Regions from separate parts of the Mus musculus genome. Here all the other regions are linked to region 1. The links are chromatin contacts, called in public HiChIP or PLAC-seq and promoter capture Hi-C maps. All regions are on one chromosome and are shown on one strand. The core of a region is the stretch at or near the end of the contact, and the rest is flanking DNA. Distances in the headings are between cores, read along the strand shown.

The links. Promoter capture Hi-C pulls out the DNA fragments that hold promoters and counts their contacts. HiChIP or PLAC-seq counts read pairs in DNA pulled down with a chosen protein or histone mark.
Region 2: a promoter capture Hi-C map of pre-B cells shows a contact between it and region 1, with 10 times the contacts expected there. The contact joins the enhancer-like site here to the promoter of Arhgef17 in region 1. A contact is called at or near these places in 14 of 39 promoter capture datasets (the 3T3-L1 cell line, the C10 cell line, the HPC-7 cell line and 7 more), 5 of 15 datasets of contacts at CTCF or cohesin (the NIH/3T3 cell line, embryonic stem cells, large pre-B cells and 2 more), 4 of 484 Hi-C or Micro-C datasets (the C10 cell line, the HPC-7 cell line, LSK cells and 1 more), 11 of 115 datasets of contacts at active chromatin or transcription factors (the HPC-7 cell line, Th17 cells, embryonic forebrain and 7 more) and 1 of 9 other capture datasets (liver).
Region 3: a contact with region 1 is called in a FOXA1 HiChIP or PLAC-seq map of pancreatic cancer cells. The contact joins the promoter of Ucp3 here to the promoter of Arhgef17 in region 1. A contact is called at or near these places in 6 of 39 promoter capture datasets (the 3T3-L1 cell line, hippocampal neurons, liver and 2 more), 1 of 115 datasets of contacts at active chromatin or transcription factors (pancreatic cancer cells) and 1 of 9 other capture datasets (liver).
Region 4: a contact with region 1 is called in an H3K4me3 HiChIP or PLAC-seq map of embryonic stem cells, with 6 times the contacts expected there. The contact joins the promoter of Ucp2 here to the promoter of Arhgef17 in region 1. A contact is called at or near these places in 2 of 484 Hi-C or Micro-C datasets (both in embryonic stem cells), 4 of 115 datasets of contacts at active chromatin or transcription factors (DN3 thymocytes, astrocytes, embryonic stem cells and 1 more) and 2 of 9 other capture datasets (adipose tissue and liver).
Region 5: an HNF4G HiChIP or PLAC-seq map of pancreatic cancer cells shows a contact between it and region 1. The contact joins the promoter of Arap1 here to the promoter of Arhgef17 in region 1. A contact is called at or near these places in 8 of 39 promoter capture datasets (the 3T3-L1 cell line, the C10 cell line, cranial neural crest and 5 more), 1 of 484 Hi-C or Micro-C datasets (bone marrow-derived macrophages), 16 of 115 datasets of contacts at active chromatin or transcription factors (T-cell acute lymphoblastic leukemia, embryonic basal ganglia, embryonic forebrain and 10 more) and 2 of 9 other capture datasets (adipose tissue and embryonic stem cells).
Region 6: a contact with region 1 is called in a FOXA1 HiChIP or PLAC-seq map of pancreatic cancer cells. The contact joins the promoter of Coa4 here to the promoter of Arhgef17 in region 1. A contact is called at or near these places in 3 of 39 promoter capture datasets (embryonic stem cells, liver and pre-B cells), 3 of 484 Hi-C or Micro-C datasets (embryonic stem cells and pro-B cells) and 4 of 115 datasets of contacts at active chromatin or transcription factors (bone marrow-derived dendritic cells, embryonic midbrain, large pre-B cells and 1 more).
Region 7: an HNF4G HiChIP or PLAC-seq map of pancreatic cancer cells shows a contact between it and region 1. The contact joins the promoter of Mrpl48 here to the promoter of Arhgef17 in region 1.

The regions. Positions count from the first base shown.
Region 1 is chr7:100,930,681-100,933,685 of GRCm38.p6, reverse strand. It overlaps Arhgef17 (Rho guanine nucleotide exchange factor (GEF) 17), which reads left to right and starts at 1,525. Exons shown (of 21, transcript NM_001081116.1): 1 at 1,525-3,005. The coding sequence starts at 1,947.
Region 2 is chr7:101,411,531-101,414,535 of GRCm38.p6, reverse strand. Arap1 (ArfGAP with RhoGAP domain, ankyrin repeat and PH domain 1) reads right to left here. Exons shown (of 34, transcript NM_001040111.1): 34 at 1,950-3,005. Among named protein-coding and RNA genes, the nearest start is that of Pde2a, 38 kb to the left of the region's middle. Within about 2 kb of position 1,610, at least 27 of the 459 cell types and tissues checked have an H3K27ac peak or open chromatin away from gene starts, as enhancers often do.
Region 3 is chr7:100,471,538-100,474,542 of GRCm38.p6, reverse strand. It overlaps Ucp3 (uncoupling protein 3 (mitochondrial, proton carrier)), which reads right to left and starts at 1,552. Exons shown (of 7, transcript NM_009464.3): 1 at 1,449-1,552.
Region 4 is chr7:100,491,946-100,494,950 of GRCm38.p6, reverse strand. It overlaps Ucp2 (uncoupling protein 2 (mitochondrial, proton carrier)), which reads right to left and starts at 1,593. Exons shown (of 8, transcript NM_011671.5): 1 at 1,486-1,593; 2 at 576-737.
Region 5 is chr7:101,346,594-101,349,598 of GRCm38.p6, reverse strand. It overlaps Arap1 (ArfGAP with RhoGAP domain, ankyrin repeat and PH domain 1), which reads right to left and starts at 1,530. Exons shown (of 34, transcript NM_001040111.1): 1 at 1,400-1,530. It overlaps Gm35219 (a long non-coding RNA gene), which reads left to right. Exons shown (of 5, transcript XR_003946844.1): 3 at 1-1,752; 4 at 1,861-1,957; 5 at 2,039-2,678. It overlaps Stard10 (START domain containing 10), which reads right to left. Exons shown (of 7, transcript NM_019990.5): 7 at 2,973-3,005.
Region 6 is chr7:100,535,640-100,538,644 of GRCm38.p6, reverse strand. Coa4 (cytochrome c oxidase assembly factor 4) reads right to left here and starts at 1,545. Exons shown (of 2, transcript NM_183270.2): 1 at 1,453-1,545. Gm39058 (a long non-coding RNA gene) reads left to right here and starts at 1,526. Exons shown (of 2, transcript XR_869836.2): 1 at 1,526-1,841; 2 at 2,934-3,005.
Region 7 is chr7:100,581,707-100,584,711 of GRCm38.p6, reverse strand. Mrpl48 (mitochondrial ribosomal protein L48) reads left to right here and starts at 1,582. Exons shown (of 8, transcript NM_198831.3): 1 at 1,582-1,722. The coding sequence starts at 1,702.

The sequences.
Region 1 (3,005 bases), core at 276-2,775:
TTGGAGGAATGGGGCCTACACATAACAGAGCTGGGTGAGTTTGAAGCAGTCTAGACTGTCCTCTGTCCCCAAAGAGGCTAGGTTCTGCCCACCACCCACAAAGAGAAAGGCTGCTGGAACTTAAAGGAATCAGACCCTCCTTCTTCATCAAAATCTCTAAAAAAAACCGTGATGATTGACAACTTTAAAGTCTGGATTTGAGCCACACCTAGAGCTATCCTTTCCCTCTGACTTCTGCAATGGCTATTGTGACTTCTCTAATAACATCTATCCCCAAGGGTGGCCTAAGGATTAAATAAAATACTTAAAATGTTACCCGTACGTCCTAGGCAGTCCATATATTTTCATTCATTTAGGTGTGGAGTCCTACATTTAAAGCCTCTGGGCAAAAAGGGACCTAACAGAGGTGCGAAGTTGACATCCCAGTAACCAGAACAATTTTAGACTTGCTAGACTGCAGCAGGAGCGGGAGGGGAGGTCTAGGGTAGATCATTGTTGCAGCGGGAGAGACACCTTCCTGGTCTGGAGGGTGGAGCACCCACAGGTAGGAGTATAGGTTTGGCGGAGGGAAGTTGAGGGCGTTCCCGTGCAAACACCTTTTGTGCAGGAGGCCAAAGAAAGGGCAGAGTGCTTGCCAAAGGGGGCAGGAAACGCCTGTAAGCAAGTGAAACCTTCCTAACCCTTCTATGGTTGGTTGTGGGAAGATGAAGTTTTATCTCTACGGAGTTTGGAGAAAGCGGAGAATCTTGCCCGCAGAGGGCGCAAGAGCAACGTACCCCGACCGCAGAAAGACGTGGGGAGCGGAGTCTTAGAGATTAGAGGACGCCAGGCCTTAGAGGGCAGGGGGCGTGGCAACTGGAAAAATGGCGGGGGAAGTTGTGTGTAATAGTCCTGAGTGGTGGGACTGCTAAAGCAGCATTGGGTGGGTTAAGGGACAGTCAGCGAGGGACAAACCAGAGGGAGGTGGGAGATAGGTGGAGCGTTTGGGAGAGTGAGGGGCGGGACATGGGCGTGGTGCGGCGGGATTCGCCACTGAAGGATGAGTACGGGGCGTGGTCTGAGCAAGGTGGGGAACCACAAGCGCTCCGGTGGGCCTGCCCCACCTACGTCTCCCTGGGCCCCACCTCTTTTCCGGCCAGGAGAGTTTCTGCGTGTACCTGAGTTTCGGTGTGTACCTGAGTTTTTGGGTCTTGGGTTGCCATGTTGGAGCCCCTGCGGCAGAGGTTCCCGCGTGAAAGCGGGGACTACTTTATGCAGAGCTGTCCACTCTCAGCTCCTGTGGGTATCTGAAGGAGTCCCCAGGGAGGATCAGCCCGCGGCTTTCGCAGCCGACTCCCCTAGAGGGTCGTTTTGGTCTACAAAAGTCCTAGCATCCTGTTTCTCCTTCGGCTCCTCCCCGATTCCCTCCCCCCACAGTGTTCCCAGCCTCGCGCGCTCCCGGAGCCCACCCCCTCTTTTGGGCGCCAGGCCCCGCCCCCCGCCCCCTTTCCTCTGCCTCAAAGTTTATTTGCAACAAAAGGGAGCAGAGAGCTAGCTGCTTAGAGGGAGGGAAAGGGAGCTGGAGCGGGAGCTCGAGGGGAGGCAGGCGGGCCGCCGGGCTTGGCAGGCGGACTTTGAGTGCAGGAACCGAGCCTTAGGCCCCTCACCGGCAGGACCGCGATGTCCCTGGCCTCTCCCGCAGAGGCTAAGGCTGGGCCTGGGGTCGCCGCAGGGGCGAGAGGGGCCGCCCAGGATGGAACTCCTGCCTTTTGTAGCCGCGGAAACTTGATCTTCGACTGATAAACCTCTGCTCACGTCTCCGCACCCTCCTCCACAGCCGCCGCACGCTGCGGGTGCAGGACCCAGGCTCTCGGACCGTGGCCACTGCGCGCCCTCGGAGTGGGAGTGCAGGGGGGGTTGGCCGCGGCGTCCCGAGGCCAGCCCCCCCGGAGTGACTAGCACCAACCATGGCGGACGGGTCACCTCGACCCCCACTTTATCGCAGCGTCTCGTTTAAACTGCTGGAGCGCTGGAGCGGCGGACCGGGGCCGAGGGAGGAGGACGCGGACACCCCTGGGTTGCGGCGCCGAGCTTCGTGCCGGCCAGCCGCGGCAGTCCCGGGCCAGCCCTCCCGGCGCGTGTCCAAGCTGGCGTCGGGGCCCCCGGCCGCCCCCGCGCAGCCGCGCCCGCTCCGCAGCCTCTCGCCATCGGTGCGCCAGCTCTCCCGGCGCTTCGACGCGGCGGGTCTGGACGACGACTCCACTGGTACCCGGGACGGGGGCTGCTCCTCCGGCACCACAGAAGAAGCTGCGGAAGGCTCTGAACGTGGGGCCTGGCCCAGCGTCACAGAGATGCGCAAACTCTTCGGCGGTCCGAGCTCCAGACGACCCAGTATGGACTCTGAGGCCCTGGGGTCGACCAGCCCCGACAGAGTTTCGTGGGAGCCCCCAACTCGCGATCCCCGGCAACCTCCGACGCCACCTCCTCGAACGTGCTTTCCTCTGGCTGGCCTGCGTTCTGCGCGGCCGCTGTCCGGGCCCGGGATCGAGGGGAGGCGACGTCGGCAGCACCAGCAACAGGAGCGGGCGCAGCGTCCGGCGGATGGTTTACATTCTTGGCATAGCTTCTCCCAACCGCAGGCCGGGGCCCGGGCCTCCTCCTCCTCCTCCATTGCCTCCTCCTATCCTGTCAGCCGCAGCCGGGCTGCTAGTTCCAGCGAGGAGGAAGAGGAGGGACCGCAGTCGCAGCTTGGGCCTCAGAGTCCGGCCTACCTCGGCGGCCACTCTTCGGGCAGTGACGAGGACCCAAATGGTGAGGATGGCCGTCGCTGGAGAGGGAGAGGTCTCCGGCCTGGACGCTCTCAGTTGGTTCACGGCTGCAGCCAGGACAGTGACGAGCTAAATCCGGGAGGCTTGGGATCAGCGGGGGGTGTCGGGAGCCCCGAACCTCCGACGTCTCCAAGAACCTCAATGGATGAGTGGGGTACTGGTACACAGCCATGCCTCCCAGGTCCCCAAGAGAGCTTA
Region 2 (3,005 bases), core at 361-2,860, 480 kb before region 1:
TCTACATTTGTCTGTCTCTCTTCAGCATCCCCTACCCTCCAGGCTTCAGGACATGAGCCCTTCATGAATCCCTCTGAGCAGCATCCTCTCTCCTCAAGGGTTTCCTCCTCCCCCACACCACTTACTCATCTGCCCCACGTGTGCGGCAAAAGCTCTGCACACAGCAGGTATTCAACAAGTGCTTGGTGAGTGAGGGCTGAACACAGGAAGTAGTCACTAAGTGCTGGCTGAACCTCTCAAGCTCTTCTCCTGTATGTCACAAAGATGTCACTGCGGATATATCTAGGAAGACTAGCAAGGGGCACGGCTGGCACTTCACACTTACCTGCGCCTGCTCATTCAGTGTTCCCAGGAGGCTATCGGGATGCAGCTTAGCTCCAAAGGACAGAGAGCACACAGACGATCAGAGATCTAAGTAACTGTCAAAGCCACGTGGACTATAAAGGATATCTGCCTACCCATCTATGCTTTCCAAAACAGAACTGTGGGCAGGCAGCAATAAGAGCCAGGGGGTAGGAAAGAGGTTCCATGCCCCCTCCAGCCCCAGGGTTAGTACGGAGGTAGCAGGGTCCAGCTTTACCCCCACCTGTCTCACTACAGCCTGTGTACCCAGAGCTCCCTGGAGCCAAGGGTTCCTGGGTCCTCACTGCTGGATATCATGCAGAGTGGGAGGGTTGAAATGAAGGAGCCAGAAGAGAGAAAGGCAGATACCCCAGCCCTCTTCTGCCCCATATCCTACCCTGCCCACTTTTCCCCAACACTCCACCAGCAATGCTCGGTGCCCAGGCTGTGCCCTACTACAGCCTTTTCTCTCAGAGTTCCCTCCCTATTCTCCTCCCCAACATCCAATCCCACCCCCAACCACACTCCTCCAGGAAGTCCTTCCTCCTTCAGGCTCCCACCCCTAACTCTGGGCTCCTCCCATCCCAAGCAACCTAAAGTACCAAGTGCATCCCTCCCTTCTGGCACTGGCTCCAGTATTAGGAATCCTTGAGACAACAGAACCTTCTGCTCTGCCCCCCCCCCCCAACACTGTAGTCACAGGTATTTTTCACGAAGGTTGAGTCTCAATCCTGCAGGGATGTGACCTCACGCCAAGGGAAAGCACTCTACAGTGTCACATAGTGCTGGCTACGGGGAGCGCTCACAAAAGGGGAGAACAGGCTAAGAGCAGGAGGAAAGCTGAGGAGACTCTAATGTCAGGCAGGGAAAGCTGAGAGCAGAGGCTCAGGCTTAGGTTTGCATTCTGTAGGCATTGGGCGAAGGGCTCCTCTCATGTCCTAGAGCCCAGGAGATCAAAGCAAAGCACCTCTACTGTGCTGTCTTACAACACATCACTAGTTGCTGGCCAGAGGCAGGGCTGAGTGGTCCAGCTGGCAGAAGAACAAAGCCAGATCCAGGAATATCACTGGGAGGGGAAGGAGAGGAGGGAGGGAGGAAGTGTTGCAGGTGTAGGGAGGGTTAGGAGGTGTTACACAGACCCTGCTCAAAATTTGCAACTATGAGTGGTCCATGACTGCCCCCTAGTGGCCAAATGCAGCTCCCCTCTGGCTAATCCCTAAACCAGAGTAATGACAGTGCCAGACCAGCAGAGGGCACCTCTAGTTGTACCCTCTTCCTTGGTCTCTGGGGTTGGTGGACAGTAGATCAAGTTCAGGGAGGAAGCAGCTCTTGGGCACATAAGCCCTCTAGCCATGTCCTGCCTGGAGGACATGATAATTTGGCTTGGAGCAGCTCCCTGAAGATAGGACAAAGGGATGGGGACCGTAGCTTGTGCAACAGGTTAGTAGAGCTCAAGGATCGTGTGCTGTCTCCTGGCAAACACCCAGGACACATGTCCAGGTGTACATCCAGGTCCCCACTGGGGCCACCTACTTGGTAAGCCAGGACTGAGGTGCCAGGCCTATGGCTAGGACCTGTGGCATCAAGAACTGACAGGAAGGCACAGCCGGGGTTCAGAGCTTTATAGGTGATGGGGGGGTCACAGATGGCACAGGTACCCCAGTCTTATCCAGCTCTGCTCTGCCCCTTTCGAGGCTAAGGACAGGACACCAGCAAGTCTGCTCACTAAGCCTTTGAGATAGGGTGGCAATGAGACTCCAGAGAAGGCAGAAGCTTAGCACTTTCCCAGAAGTCTCCAGTCTGTCTTTGAGTAGCTGGTGACCTCTGTAGGTCAGCACTTCCCTCTGAAGGCGATGCCCTGTGATGTGAGAGGCAGACTCCACTCTGGAAGCACACGCATAGTGCCCAGGGTAAAGCCCCCTTCACAGTCCTCCAAAGCTTGTGGTATGCACTGTGGCCTCGTGTCTCCAGCACGAGGCTCTGAGTAGCTGTGCCGGGGTCACTAACACAGATCTAGGCCCCAGCTCAGATGGTTGCAGGGACCGGGACTCAGACTAGCTGGGGTCTGCCTTGTCCTGAATCAGAAATTCCATAGCCTGGCTGTACAGTGGCACAGTAGGTACAGGGCCAGGCCAGGCCTCTGCCAGGACAGTGGAGGGTAAATAGCTCAGTAAACATGCAGAGGGTAGACTCAGGCTCCTGGCTTCAAAGCCCCAGCATTCACCTCTGGGCTTCACAGCCAACTGTACCCTTAGCCTAGGACACCAGTGCCCACAAACCATCACAGGCCTCAGCACCATAGGGTAAAATATACAGATATATTTATATTATCAAAAAGTATCCAAAGTGGGGAAGGGATAGCAGACAGCCACAGCCTGGGCCTCCCTGCCAGCACACACCAGAAGAGGGCTGATGTCCCCAAGTCCAGAAATCACCCTGCAGAAGCTTCCCACGAGCTCCCTTGTAGACCCCCGGGAGTACGTTCAGAGTGTCACCCTTTCCATTTGGGAGCCTGTGGGAAGGGGGTGGGCTCCCTCCCAGCGGGGCCCCAAACCCTTCTCCTGCACAGCTCCTGATTTCTGTCCATCTTTCCAATTCCACGGATTCAAAGAGCATGACCCTAGGTAAGCAAGCCAGGTCAAGAGCATTGCTTGCCTGCAGGA
Region 3 (3,005 bases), core at 303-2,802, 460 kb after region 1:
CCTGCCTCTGCCTCCTGAGAGGGATTAAAGGTGTGTGCCACCACGCCCAGCTGTGGGTAAGTTCTCTAGAATTCCCTTCTTCAAAGCCTGTCTGGGGACCACTCAGGCACTAGCAGAACCATCCTGTGTTCTGCTCTGCTTTGGAGAGAAACACTGAGGTTAGACAGGCAAAGGACCTGGGTATGGCTGCTGTCAGGGACTGACTTCTGAGTCCTTTCTGCTGGAGGGAACCTCAGGTGATGTTGGTGCTGAGTCAGGTCCTGCAGAAGGCACGGAATGGAATTTTCTCCCCACGGAGGCCAGGCGTGTCCCTGGAGTTTTTGCTTCCCTGTCAATCCGGGCTTCCCTCTTGTACCCACTTTGTCCTCTGCTACTTCTGACCCTACTGTCTTGTAGCGCTGCCCCATTATCAGTGACTCTTCTGGCTCTGTCGGAGCCTCCAGGCAGGGACAAGATCAACTTACCCTCCTCTGTGAAAACTGTTATAGGGAAGGTCTTAAGTCAGACCATCGTGCCAAAATGAGGAGACAGGAAATGAGGTCAAAGATGATCTCAGGGCCCTTTGGTAGAAGGCTGCGAATGCCAAGGTTACACTTAGTCCAGGGTGGGTGGGGGCCTGGGCCGTCAGAGCATGCTGGTGCAGGCAGCAAGAATAGATGAGAAGGGAGCCTTGGGGCTCTAACACCACTGAGGATACTGCTGGAAAGGTGCTCTCAAGAGACACTGAAGCACGAACTTGGTTAAGAGCTTGCAATTGTGTGTACCCAAGTTTTGAAGGAGTGCCCCCAAACCATCCATCAGAAAGAGAAAGGATGAGCAGACAGACTTGAGTATGTGGGTGAGGCTACAATGCCTGGCGCAGTAGGGAACGCCCTGAGGTCTGAGCTTCCCAACCTCCTCCTTGGCGCACCTCGGTTATTATCGGTCTGATGCCCCCAGCTGGAAGTGGAAGTTGAGAACAATCCTCACCCTGTAGCTCTACTGGGGTACCCACAACATGAGGTACTCTAGCCTATAGGGCCAACCCAACTCTCTCCAACAATACATCCGCATCAAGGATGCCACTAGACAGAGTGACCACGGGCTCTAGACCAGGCTTCAGGCCAGAGGTGCCCTCATCATCTCTACCCAGGAAGGGCCCCAGGATCCTTGCTGGAGAGGGCTTTGTGCTCCGTGGGGATCCTGGGCCAAAGGAGAGGGACACTTTTCATCTGGCATTTGTAAGATCCCAGCAGAGGAGTCAGCAAAACACGGGAGTTGTGAGGAGTCACATAGATGTGGAAGTCAAGGCCCTCCCCAGGCCTGCAGTTCCTTCATCTTTACTAGGTGGGAGCTAGACCGGCTCACTCTCGGTCTCTCACGCAGTGCTGAGTGATCCCAGCAAGCTCCTGGCTGTGAGCATCCATGGAAGGGAAAAAGGGAGAGGAGAGCAGAGTATGGGGTCTTACCTGTGCGTCTAGCCAAGGTTGGGTAGTGCAGGGCCACCCTAAGGCTCCACTCCATTAGGTAGCAGCAGGATCTGACGGCCGGGCCTCACCATTCACTGTTGTCTCTGCTGTCCCTGGCTCGGCACTGGCCCTGTGCACCAGCTGACCTGAAACCTAATTCTGAGAAGCTAGTTGACAGTCTGATCACTTGACAAGAGGCAGGCTGCGGGGAGGGGACCAGTGAGTTCCAGATCTGGTTTAGCTTCCGTGACCTGGGGCTCTTTAATGTGGCTCCTTTGAGCTTTCAAGAGGAGAGCTACCTTGGTGGCCAGGAGGTGTGTGACAGCATTTGTCACCTTTGAGAGCCCAAAGGACAAGGTCTCTTAGGACAGGGGCTCTCCAGGATCCTATACAATGGTTACAGGTGTCACTTCTTAGAGGCCTGACATTCTCAAGAGGGGAGAGGAGAAGACGGGGCAGAGAAGGTAGAGGACATCTTGGTGCCAAGATATGCTTGATATTTCAGGCACAGCGCTTCTATTTCCCACATCTCTAGGAAGCAGGATCCTAAATTTAAAAACAAAGGACAACAGATGTATTGTACACAGCATGTGATTTGCCCACATAGAGCACACAATAGTGTTTAGTACAGTCTGGTTGATCAACTACTACATGCTAGTTCAGAACACTTTCATCATGGCTCAAAGACAAAAACAGAACAAGTCACCCCCTTTCCCTTCCCCCAGCTTCAGGCAACCACTCGTCTTTATTCTGCTTCTTAATTTGCTTGTTCTAGATGCTTTGTTTGAGTAGGATTATATAGAATGTATAGCCTCTTGTGGCTGGTTTCTTTCACAGTGGTGTTAACACACTGCACTGTACCGGTAGACACTGACGTACTGTGTAGAGCCCTCATGTGTCAATGCTTACTTTACACAGAAAACTGACTGTCAAGGACAGACAGCTAGGTCACTGCAGGCCTGACTTGCCTGTAACCTATACCACACTTTGGGTCTATCAGCTGCAATCCTGATTCCTCATGACATGGACATGCTGGGACCGGAGATGGGGCAGGGTGAGCAGAATCCCTTGCAGCAACCACCGTAGGCTGGTCCATCTGCAGGCGCTGAGGTTAAAGACTGGGTGGGCACAGCTGAAGTTGGGAGCCAGGTGGCATAGAAGGGAAACTAAAAGGAGAGGGGAGAGGAGATAAGTAGGACAGAGAAGGTAGAGGACATTTTGGAACTTGAGCGCAGCGCCATGGCAGGGTGGGTGCTGTGACATCTAGACTGTCTATCCTGTTTCTTGGACCAGGACCTGCTCACTGCTTTGAGCTCAGTCTGGAACTATTAATCTGGACATGGGCAGGACTGTGGGAACCATGTGGGGGCTGGGGCTACAAGTAGAAGTCAAACTAGAGGCAGCAGGTTCTGGAGAAACCCAGAGGGAGGAGAGCTCAGGCCTAGCTAGAGTCAAACCTCTGCTGGGAGTTTTAAGGTTGGCTGCTACAGTCTCTGGGTCACCAGAAATACTTTCCAGGCATCTGTGGAGGGCATGCATAAGGAAGTCAGGGTTCAT
Region 4 (3,005 bases), core at 344-2,843, 440 kb after region 1:
AATAAAAAAACAACACCCAATTTCTAATCTCATTCACAGGGACATCAAAAGCTAGGACAAAAGAAAAAAAAAAAAAAGAATGGAAGCTCAGACCAGCAAGATGGCTCAGTGGGTAAGGGTGCTTGCCATTGGGACACAGATGGTAGGAGGCCTGAGTTGTCTTCTGACCTTCATGTGCGTGCCACAGCACCCGTGTGCCTTTACATAAACGTGCATGCACACACATGCACACGTGAGCACACACGTGAGCACACATACACACCACATACACACACACCATAACACACACACACACACACACACACACACACACACACACACCATAAGCTTCTGCCCCAGCTCTGCTGTTGACTGCCAAGGCCACCTGGAACCAGTCCCCACCCCACTCAGGTTCTCCCCTTATACACTGGGGTCCGCCATCTTTACGGGCCAGAAGGTGATCAGGGATGAAGAAGGGGATTGCTGAGCTGTGAAGAGGCTCTCATCAGGGTGGGAGGAGGGGAATTTTTATTGTCTTGCTGAGCAGCCCTAGGCCCCAGGCCTGAGAGAAGGCTTCCTTAGCCGGGACTCCTTACCTGGAGGCTGCTTTGAGGTCTCAGGCTGAGGCCTCCAAGGTCAAGCTTCTCTAAAGGTGTCTCGTTCTTCAAAGCTGCCGGTGGCTACCATGGCCCGATCCCCTCGATTTTCCATAGAAAATGGCTGGGAGACGAAACACTTAAAGTTCATACTATTGTGTCCTGTGGGGGAGAGGAAGGAAGCCAAGTTTAGAAAGGAAGATTGTCTTTGCAGGACCACCGCCCTGCAAGGAAGGGTCATCTGTCACACAAGTCCTTTCAGACAGCCTTGCTGGGAGGGACCCATGCAAGGCTCAGTTCTCACTCAGAGCAGCCAGGGTCTAGGGGAAGAACTCAGGAGTCTTTACTCCCACACGTTGGCTCACTTCCAAATTTGTTTCTCAGACAGTTATGTAGACAGGCAGCTGTGCTGTGCCTGGGGGATACAGTCACAAAACTGTTGAGTGGAGCATTATATCTATTTGTGTTGAATCAGGATAAGGCAGGTCCAGTCTCCCTGTGTCCCTACTTCCACCTCCGGCAGGCAGCCACATAAGATAGTGTAACAAAGGCCAAACAAACTCCAAGGCTCCTCCAGGCACAAACAACCCTTGATACAAGAACAGGCTTTAGGGCACATGGCCCAGAGCCTCCTGGTGACAGTCATTCTGATCTTCGCTGACGTGAAAGCCCCTTCCCCCACCCCGCCCGGGTCAGGCTGGGAACATCGAGGCTGAGGGGAAGAAGTAAAGAGATGAAGGTTTTAACCTTCGACCAACTGGACGTCAGAGGCAAATAACAAAGGGCGTATTTAGGAGGAAAGAAACCTAGAGAGGGCAAATTAGGACTCCAGGGAAGGGAAAAGAAAGAGAAAAGACAGATGGAGTGGGAGAGAGCAGGTGCGGCCAGCGAAGGGATGGGGCACGCTCACCGGACCGCAGGAGAACACAGGAGTGCAGAAGGCTGTGTCCGACGGCGGGAGAGTGGTGGCTGCCCAGGAAGCTGGCGACCCGACGACACCGAGGGCGGAACTGACAGTAGCTGCGAACCCGCGCCTACAGAACTTAAGTCTAGAGGGCGTGGTCGGGGCGTGGCGTGACGAGGCGGAGCCAGGGCGGCCCACGCCCCCGGGTGAGGAGGCGTTTCCATCTGTGGTTGCCTGAAACCCCTAGGTCCCCCCAGAGGCTCCAGTCTCAGATCTTCCCCTTCTATTCCCGGGGCAGACAATCTCTTTGTGAGGACAGGCAGACTGACTGGCCAGCTGCTCTGGATCGCGACCCCTTACCCCTTCAAGTCTCCCCTCCCCCTCCCTGCAAGGCACCTGGGGACCGGGCGGAGCGCGGGCTTCGGGGACCGGAACAAACCCGGGTGTGGTGACGGGGCAAGGCTGGCGTTCCCGCCTTCTGCCGCTCCCAGTCAGGTCCCGGGGGACACTGGCACCTAACGGCTGGAGTGGGGCGAGAACACCTGGCCTCCCCTCCCCTCTGCACCGAGTGCAGCCAGGCTGGCGCCCCGCAAGGAAGAGGGCAGGGCAGAGCCTCGCCTGTTGCACTCCAGCCCAGCGAGGACAAACTCAGCAGGTGGACGGGACCTCAGCGAGATAATGGCCACGTAGGAGTGGGGGACGTGAAAGCAATACTTGGGCCCTGTGTCGGGGACTAACGTGCATTGTGGGGGTAGGAAGCAGGTCTCAATTTGCCTCAATTTGTGTTCAAGCTTTGGTACTCTCCGTCGGTTTCTTCTTTTGTTTTTATCCTCCTTAGCCCCGGAGTTTTAAGAGATTAGATCAGGGCGTGGAACCCTTTTTGCTTGCCTAGGAATTAGGCGCCCAAGAGCAGGAAGCCGGGGACCAGGGGTCCGAATATACTATAATAGAAGCTCAAGTAGGTTTGGGCTGCTGTGGAAAGTGCAGTGGGAGGAGGGGGCTGGGTGAACGTTTGTGGAAAGCAATTACTATGCATCAGGTAGGCGGCGCAGGCACCTAACGATAATCTTTCCAGGTCATCATTAACCATTATTTTCCAGAACAAGAAAGTGTGAGAGGCCCCAGACCTTAATAGGACCCCAGACCTTAGCACATCTGACTCCATGATGGAAGTACCATTCAACTGTAAAACTCAGCACACAGACAGAACCATCAATGTCCATCGTTCTGGAAAAATCTCTAAATGTACTGATCTTACCTTTTGGCTTCTGTGGTTCCACTACTGGCTAACTTGTTTTGTTAGCTGAAGTATGTCACCCTAAAACATGGGTTTTGTGCTTAAAAACGTACCCAGGAAAGGATCCTGAACACCCAGTGTGGCTTTATTAGCCAGCTGGCTTACTTTAAACAAGACTAGATAAAATAAACCTTCACTATCAAGTGGCAAAACCCCATAGCTGGTGGGTGGATAGTGATCCCAACATAGCTGGTGGTGATCTTACAAAGCTGACAGTACTCTACTCTGC
Region 5 (3,005 bases), core at 281-2,780, 420 kb before region 1:
GACTTGGATGAGGAGGAAACTTGGTGGGGAACACCTTTGCCCAGAAACTGACTCTCCTCTGCATGGTGGGGACCAAATAAGGAGGCCTGAACGTCCAAATGAAACCTGGGGCGTCGGGGCCATCACCTCCTCACAGCCAGCAGTAGCCTGCCTGGGACATCTCACTTGTACCCTATTCCAGTGAGCAAACGGTCACTGGGGAGCAGGGTCCCCAGGCCGGGGTCTAAATAAACTTTAGCCAGGTATAAATCCCAAGGATGGGTTCTCTGCACATCCTCCCTTGCCACCCCTTACAGCCACACCCACATCCCTTGCCTCTCCTCCGGAAGGTTATCAGTATCCCTGCTGTGCGGCACAAGCTCTGCCCTCACCTTGCAGCCAGTCTTAGCAAACAGCCACTTAACTACCAAGGCTCATCCAGGCATCCTCTCCTCCCCAGGTCTGCACCTGTCCACGCCTGTCTCTGGGTTCTGCTGAATTTCTTCTACCCTATAATGACGCTGCTAGGAGCCTAGGCTTCCCTTAGCAGGACAGTCACAACTTTCCAAGTACAGGTTATCAGGGTCCCCTGGACCCAACAGTAGTCAAATCCTTACCTGAGCATCCCCAAGTCTAACCCTGAATCCCGAACCCCCAGTCTAGGCATTAGGGAAGCTTTCCCTAAGACACTGAATTTAGAGAAACATAAGTCAGACAACCTGGCTCCTAATCACCCAGCACCCAAATCTACCCACGGAGATCTGTGTCCAAACACCTACCCGCCTCCTCCCCAAAAGCCCCCATCCCCCGCTGCACTGCAAACCTGCTCTAAGCCCATCCACCCATTCCCAGCCTGACCCCATTCAACGAACACACCCCTTCTTTCCTGGCAACTGGGCCAGGTAAGCTCTAGAGAAACCATGCCCCCATTAACTGGTGGGGAATTGAGGTGCGGAGGACGGAAGTAGCTTGCCCAAGGTTACCAACACCTCAGGTCCAGGGCTAAAGTCCTAAAGCTTTGCGAGGCTGTACCAAAGCCTCAGGTCCACGGCTAAAGTCCTAAAGCTTTGCGAGGCTGTAAGAATGTCCGGGGTAGACTAGGTAGAAGTCTTCATTTCTCAAGTGGGAAAGCCAAGCTGCCTGACGCTACTGGCTCCGGAGCCTGCAAGCCCTAAAGCAGAAGAGCTGACGGCTGAAAGCTGGTGTCCACCAGCTCACTTTCTCTGTCCCTACGAGTCTGGCTAGATGACTTCACCTCCAGAGGCGACCCCACTTCACTTCATCCCCAGGCAAGAGCGCGCACCAGATGACCCCGGGAAAATTGAGCGGGTGGGGGTGGGGGGCTCACCATTCCCTTCTGAGGAATGGGGGCAGTGCAAGCCACAACTGGCGATTGGGAGGTCCCAGCAACCTCACTGACCTGTTTTGAGCGAAGAGAACTCCACGAGGTGGGACTCGGGGTCCCGGTACCGTCTGTCACACGCGGCCGCAGCCAACTCGCGGCAGCGGTCCGGGCGCGCCCACCTCGCTCGGCGCTTCCGCCCGCCCCACGTGACACCGGGGGACGTGAGGGCGGGGAACGGGCAGGGAGCCGGCCGGTCCCGCCCCCAGCCTAGTCCGGATCTTCAATACCCTAGGCAGACCGGACCGCCGGGTTTGTGTCTCTCCTTTATCCTTAGCTTGCTAAGGCTTTGAGGCTCATGTCTAGTCTATCCTGTCCCTGCTGAGACTCCACGGATCCTTGAGTCTCCATGCCTCGACACCCCTGTTCTGGTGAGTCTATCCTCTGGGAGAGGACACACACACAACCATTGGAGGCGGGACAACCACCTTCCCTGGGAGTCCTGTGCACCATTCTTAGTACTCTGCTTCTGTCCCCAGGACTGCATCTCCCTGCAGAAGGCGCTGGGAAAGGCCCACCAGAGTCTGGCAGCTTCTCACCTCCTCCCCAGAGAGATGAAATCCCTAGACTTGGCAGGTATTTCTGGATCCTGAGGCTAGCCTCTGGGACCAGCCAAACCAGGGGCCTTAATTTAGCTGGGCTTCCATTTTTCCATAGGAACAGTGGGCATATTTGGAAGAACAGTCATCAGCAGGGTGGGTCAAGGGGCTTTTGCCCTGAAAGGAGGAAGATGCCCTTTAATCAGAGCCTATTACATGCCTGGTCCAGTGGTGAACAATTTGTTCTGATTAATTAAAAAAAAAAAAAAACTCACACTTGCATAAGGGTAAAAATTATCACCCTAGGTTATAGGTTAGGAAATGAGAGTCTGACATTCTCAGGGTGTTCTCAAAGCCATTATGGGCAGACCTAGGGCTGGATGTTCCAGGTGACAGGGTCCTGTCCAGGCCTCTCCACAGAAACTGTTCTCTGGGAAACACTTGACTGTTAGCCCAGTAAGGTTTTCCACTGGCAGGGCTTTCCAGGAGAGGTGAATAGGGTCAGATCTTGAGTTCTTTCCAGACCCCAAGTTCTTGTGGTGCCAAAAATACCAGAGAAAAGCAGGGCCTAAGACTAACTCTGGGACTCGGCATCCCTTGGACAGCAGAGGCAGCCCAGGCTTCCCTCTAGATCTCAGAGCAGCTAGGCATAAGTGAGGGTTGACACTTGGTCAGGGGACCTCACGATTCCTGTGACCAGCCTAAGGTCTTTAACACTAAGTGCAGTGGAAGTGTCTTCACCAGTACCCACCCCTCCCCCTCCTCCAGTACCCACCCCTCCCCCTCCTCCAGTACCCACACCTCTCCCTCCTCCAGTACACACCCCTCCCCCTCCTCCAGTACCCACCCCCTCCCTCCTCCAGTACCCACACCTCCCCCTCCTCCAGTACCCACACCTCTCCCTCTTCCAGTCCATACCCCCCTCCCTCCTCCAGTACCCACCTCTCTCTCTCCTCCAGTTCACACTGCCTCAACTCAGTTCTGAGGCCTTCAGCCCTAGTCTTTGACCTGTGAGTCCCTCCCCTTCTTTCTGTGATGACAGGAGCCAGTCAGAGTATGCCAGATCAACTGTTTAAAGCTAGCTT
Region 6 (3,005 bases), core at 296-2,795, 400 kb after region 1:
TGGTGGGGGGAACTGAGGAGCTCAGTGTAGCTGTAGCATAAATCACGTGGAGGCTGAGGCAAAAGATGGGTCTGTGTGGTATGAGGCTGTTTAGTCAGCAATATCCAAATGTGAGCTTATTTGCCCAGACTGCTTCCCAAAGATCATCTGTTTCAGAACCCTACAGAATGCAGCAAGAGAGAACCCTACAGAATGCAGCAAGAGAGAACTCAGGAAAGGCTTCAATAGAGATAACTTCAACCTTTGCAAAAAGTTTGTTACGACGGGGTATAAAGGCGCTAAATGCCTCTTTTCTGTCTTATTCATTAATAGGTGGTTACTGTGTTGTGTGTTGGCTACTATATTAAGAGTATACAAGGGCTGGTGAGATGGCTCAGTGGGTAAGAGCACCCGACTGCTCTTCCGAAGATCGGAAGTTCAAATCCCAGCAACCACATGGTGGCTCACAACCACCCGTAATGAGATCCGATGCCCTCTTCTGGTACGTCTGAAGACAGCTACAGTGTACTTTACATATAATAAATAAATAAATCTTTAAAAAAAAAAAAAAGAGTATACAAACAAGACCAAGCTAGAGACAATTCCTGCCCTCATGGAGTTTACAATCTAGGCAAGTAAACTGGAAGTTTACAACAGTATGTACAGACAGCTGGGAAAACGAGGCAGGTCTAATCTGTCAAGACTTTCTAGAGAACCTGACTTCCAGGATGAAACTCAAGGATGAATGAGTTAGCCAAACATGGGAAAACTATTTCTGGCTAGAGGTAGACACATGAGAGGAATCACAAGTTCGATGACTGGGCTGAAAATGTAGTTTGGTAGTAGTACAAATGTCCAACGTGGAAAAGTAAATTGAATTTGATTCTCAGCCTCGTAAAACACTTCAGTAACTGGAGAAACCAGAAGAGCAGGAAATGAAAATTGGCAGAAATAAGTAAATGATTGATCAGCAAAGCTTTGCAGCCCATGTTAGGAGTTTAAGACTATTATCATGAGGAAAAGGGGTAGGTCACAAGACGATTTAAGCACTTCTCTATATAAACCTCACCGCTACGGAGGCACAATAAAAGGGTAAATGTCTTTGCCTGGAGACCTGTATTATTAGGTAGGGCCGTCAACAAATCATACACACACACACACACACACACACACACACACAAAATAAAATCGCTTTAAGATTCACTAGGTAGACTTTGTAAATAGCACTGCAGTATATGTCCAATACATGTTGTCCTCGGTACTCCTTGAATAAAATGAGTTCAACCCATGCTTAGAAATAAGGGCAGGCTAGATGCCTGACAGCTTGGCAAGGCCTTCTAGTAAGGCATGACAAGGAAGAGGAAGGAGAGAAATACAGGCATCCAAGTCCCCTGAAGCACCTCTCCCAGTTTCAGGAGCACTCCCGCCGTCCCCACTGTGCATCCGGTGTAGGGATGCGTGCGCAGTGCTCACCCGCAGGTGCAGAAGAGCGTGCGAGCGCGTTCCGCCCCAGACGCGGGGATTCGTAGGCAATAAGGACGCCCCCTGTTCTCTCCGCAGGAAGCCGACCCAGCGGGAGCACACACGCGGAAGAACAGAGCCCTCTGCAATTCCCATTGGTGAACTCTCCGTGTAGAGCCCGCCTTCAGCCCGCCTCTTCCGGGAAAGGGCGGAAGGAGCGGACCAATGGAGACCGGATCCTAGGGAAGGCACCTTGGATCGTTCTGAGAGACTGTGTACACACCCTCAGGTGACTCCAGGCCACCTGAGAGTGACGGAGGAGGCGGGTAGCCATTATGCCTTTTCATCAGCAAGAGCTCTGACTGGACCCATGTCTGAAGTGTTACCGCATGGGTTGCCAAGTAAGCTGAAGGGCACAGGATCCAGAAAAGGAATTTCAAATGGGACATTTTTCATTCCCAAGTAAAACAAAGAAACATGTATGCACAGTGTGTCCCATGCCATAACTAGGATCTAGAATGCCCTAATTGCTGAAGTGAAAGGAAGAGGCATTTTCTATTTACATTTGTGTATTTATGTGTGGCGTTGAGGTACACGTGTGGAGAGCAGAGAACAGCAAGAATTGATTCTGTCCTAACATGTGGGTCCTGGTCTTGAACTCAGGTTGTATGGTGGCTGGCAACTTTACTCAGGAACCATCTTGCAGGGGCCAAGGGATTGATCTTTCCTCACTCTGCCTGCCTTCTCTTCCCCACTTTCATTGACAGTGCACACAAGCTCCCTGGAGACCCTTTTCTTAACTTTCCATCTCTCTAGGCTTCAGGGTGGAAAGTGAGTTATTGCACCTAGCCATATCCAGACAACTCTAATCCTCTTTTACCTCTGAATGGCATTCTGTGTCATTCCTGACCATTGAATTCTCTCTCTCTCTCTCTCTCTCTCTCTCTCTCTCACACACACACACACAATCAACCTTCCTAAATTCTGTGAGAAAAGCTCATTTTATTGATTATCTGTCATTTCACATACCATTATTATGTTTTGTATCTATTTTTGGTTTTGTTTTGGGTATTTTATTTGTATTTGGGGGGATAGGGTCTCACTATGTAGCAGTAGCTACTGTGTGTAGTAGCTAGCCTTGAATATGTAGTTCAGGCTGGCCTCAAGCTTGTGGCTTTCCTGCCTTAGCTCTCCGAGTGTTGCAATGACAAGTGTGTGCCACCGGGACCAACCTTGAAGCTTAGTTCTTTACTATGATAAGTGAAGATCATCACACATATTTATGATAAATACATATAGATCATCAAGCATATATGTACTTATATATGTATTTACCATATATGTGTATTTATCATATATCTATGTCTGGTGATTTTCACCTGTCATCAGAGAAGATAAAATTCTACTTTATAACCAGTAAACAAGATAAAATTACTTTAGCAACTTTCTCTACATATAATGAACTTCACCTCTAAAACTTTTTTTTGAAACAGGATTTCTCTGTGTAGCCCTGGCTATCCTGGAACTTGATCTATAGACTAGGCTGAACTCAGTCTCCAAGATCT
Region 7 (3,005 bases), core at 333-2,832, 350 kb after region 1:
CCAGGCTGGCCTCAAACTCAGAGATCCACCTGCCTCTGCTTCCCAGTACCAGGATGTACCCCACTACCACTCATGCTCCAGCCCTTATTTACTAGTTTTGACACTTTTTCTGTGTTAAAAACAGCAACAGTAGCAAAATAAAGTAACCGTTGCACATTCGTTATTTCACCCAATGCTGACTTTATTGTATGCCTCAGGTACTCCCTCTGTACACAGAGTTTATATGCCTATCTTGGTGACATGAATTTCTTATTGCTCTGTAATGATTTAAATGTGCCATTTAAGGGCAGGAACCACAAGCTATTCATTTTTGTGTTCCCAGGATTCCATCAAAGGACTGGCAAAAGGTATTGCTAATTAAATAGTTGGTAGCTGAGTGTAGTGGCCTAAGCTTGTTATCAAAGCACCTTGGAGGCAAATACAAATTCAGAGCCAGCCTGGTCTACCCTGAGAGACCTTTGTCTGTAAAATCGAGCAGTTTCTCTCCGGGAGGCTTGTGAGGAATAAAGCGAGCTACTGAATATGCCAGCAAGATTTTGATGAAGGGACCCTGGTCTCATATGAGGCTATGTCAGTGCCTGGCAAATACAGAAGTGGATACTCACAGTCATCTATACGATGGAACACAGGGCCCCCAATGAAGAAGCTAGAGAAAGCACCCAAGGAGCTGAAGGTCTGCAACCTTATAGGTGGAACAACAATATGAACTGACCAGTACCCTCAGAGCTCGTGTCTCTAGCTGCATATGTAGCAGAAGATGACCTAGTTGACCATCACTGGGAAGAGAGGTCCTTTGGTATTGCAAACTTTATATGCCCTAGTACAGGGGAATGCCAGGGCCAAGAAGTGGGAGTGGGTGGGTAGGGGAGCAGGTCGGGGAGAGGGTATAGGGAACTTTCAGGATAGATTTGAAATTTGAAATGTATATAAAGAAAATATCTAATAAAAAAAAAAAAAGAAGAAGAAGAAGAAGCCAGGCTTGGTGGTGCATGCCTTTAATCCCAGCACTTGGGAGGCAGAGGCAGGCTGATTTCTGAGTTCGAGGCCAGCCTGGTCTACAAAGTGAGTTCCAGGACAGCCAGGGCTACAGAGAAACCCTGTCTCAAAAAACCAAACCAAAACAAACAAACAAGCAAACAAAAACAAAAAAAGAAAAAAAAAACTGTGAGCTACTGAACGAAAAGTATTGCACATCATGGCCTCTCAATAAAAGATAATTATTCTTAATTACTATGAGGATATGGAACGCTAGGAAAGTTCACCTGGGGTTAATCAGCTCCAAAGTCGAGGTAACAAGTCAAGATTTGCATACGAGACGCTGGAATAAATTAACCAGACAGGATCTGTGTCCTAAAGGAATTCAATCAAAATAGAGAAGAGAGACATTAAATAATATGTAGTCTCATAGGTGAGATACCAAAATTATGTGAAAAGCACTCGGTAACAAAGACGGCAATCCATACTGCCCAGAGAAATCACAGGGAAGGTGACAGGAGCTGGGGTGAGGGTGGAATCTGGGGAGAGTTTTATCCCTTGGGTTTTAAAAACTTCCGGAACCAAGATGCTGCGTGAGCAGAAAGCGTCTCGGTAGGATTTGGTGGACGGACGTGATGAAGACCTTTCCGGCCCTGTTTCCAGACGCCTGGGGTCGTGATTGCTAGGGTGGATCTTCGGTTTGCTCAGAAGCCGCTGTGGTCGAGAATGAGCGGAACCCTGGGAAAGGTAACGCAGATTCCACGCACGTAGGGAGCTGAGGAAAGCGGAAGGGAAAGCAGAGCTGGAAGGTGTTTGCGTGCGGACGTTTAGGCCTAGGACTCTGCGAACAGGCCTTTCCCAGCAGTCCCTGCGGCGCCTCACTGTCAATTCTTTCCCCGGCCCAGGGCGAGCTTGCCAGTCTCGTGCCACGCCCCCTCCACTTGTCACCCTCGCTGCCTCGTGCCTAGGAAAGGGAGAGTCCCCACACACGGAATATCGTCCCCTTAAATTGTCTGACCTTGGGCAGGTCATCTACTTTTTACATTTAATCATCTTTTAAGAGAATCCTCGCTGAAGTGGTTGGGATGTGAATGAAGTTACTCGGTGATAAGAGGAATACAATAATGATAAATTACACTTTTGCTTACAAAATCTTATTTGAGAGCATTTCATAAAACCGAGCGAACCAACCATTTCGTTTTGTTACTCTTGGCTTCCAAAATATTAAGAGACTATTGCAGAACCAGGTGAGCCTTCTTTCCTTTTATGAGACGAGGTCTCATCATGTAGCCCAGACTGCTCATGACACAAGTCTCCTGCATCAGTTCCCCCCAGTGCTTGGATAACAAGTACGCATCACTACCCCAAGCCACACTACCATTCTTAAATCTGGTCCTTGTTTTTCTCTTCCCTTAACAAAGTTACCAGATCTCAGTTGGTCTTTTCCACTTGTGTCATATTGCTTAGGTTGTTGTTGTTCCTGTTCTCTTCGTATTGGGGTTTTATTCCAGGCATTAATTATAGAGACTTTATCACCATAATGTATGTATAAATCAATATGGTCATTGCCATTTTTGGATGTGGGACTACCCTTGAATGTCTCTAAATTTGAGTTTCTCATCCCATCCTTCATGAAGGGACCCACTAGTTCTCTTTAGCCAATTTGTGATAACAGGTCTGCTGCAAAGATAATAGAAATAAACTTCAACATTCCATTCTATTCTCTGGTTCTATTTATCTTCTTTCCAAGGAAGGAAGAGAAGATCAGTATGCAAGGAATATAATTTGCAATAGTGCAGAAGAATCCATGGAAACCTGGCACTAAGGCCATCATCTAACAAAGCCAGGAATTGGGGTAGTGTCTTTAATCATAGAACTTGGGAGGCAGAGGTAGGAGGATCAGGAGTTCAAGGACAGCTGTGATTATAGATTTAGTTTGAAGCCAACCAACCTAAGCTACTTGAAACCTGACCTCAAAAAGTAAAAGAAAAAGAAAAACAAGCCCAAAAGTATAATAGAGGATACTGCAA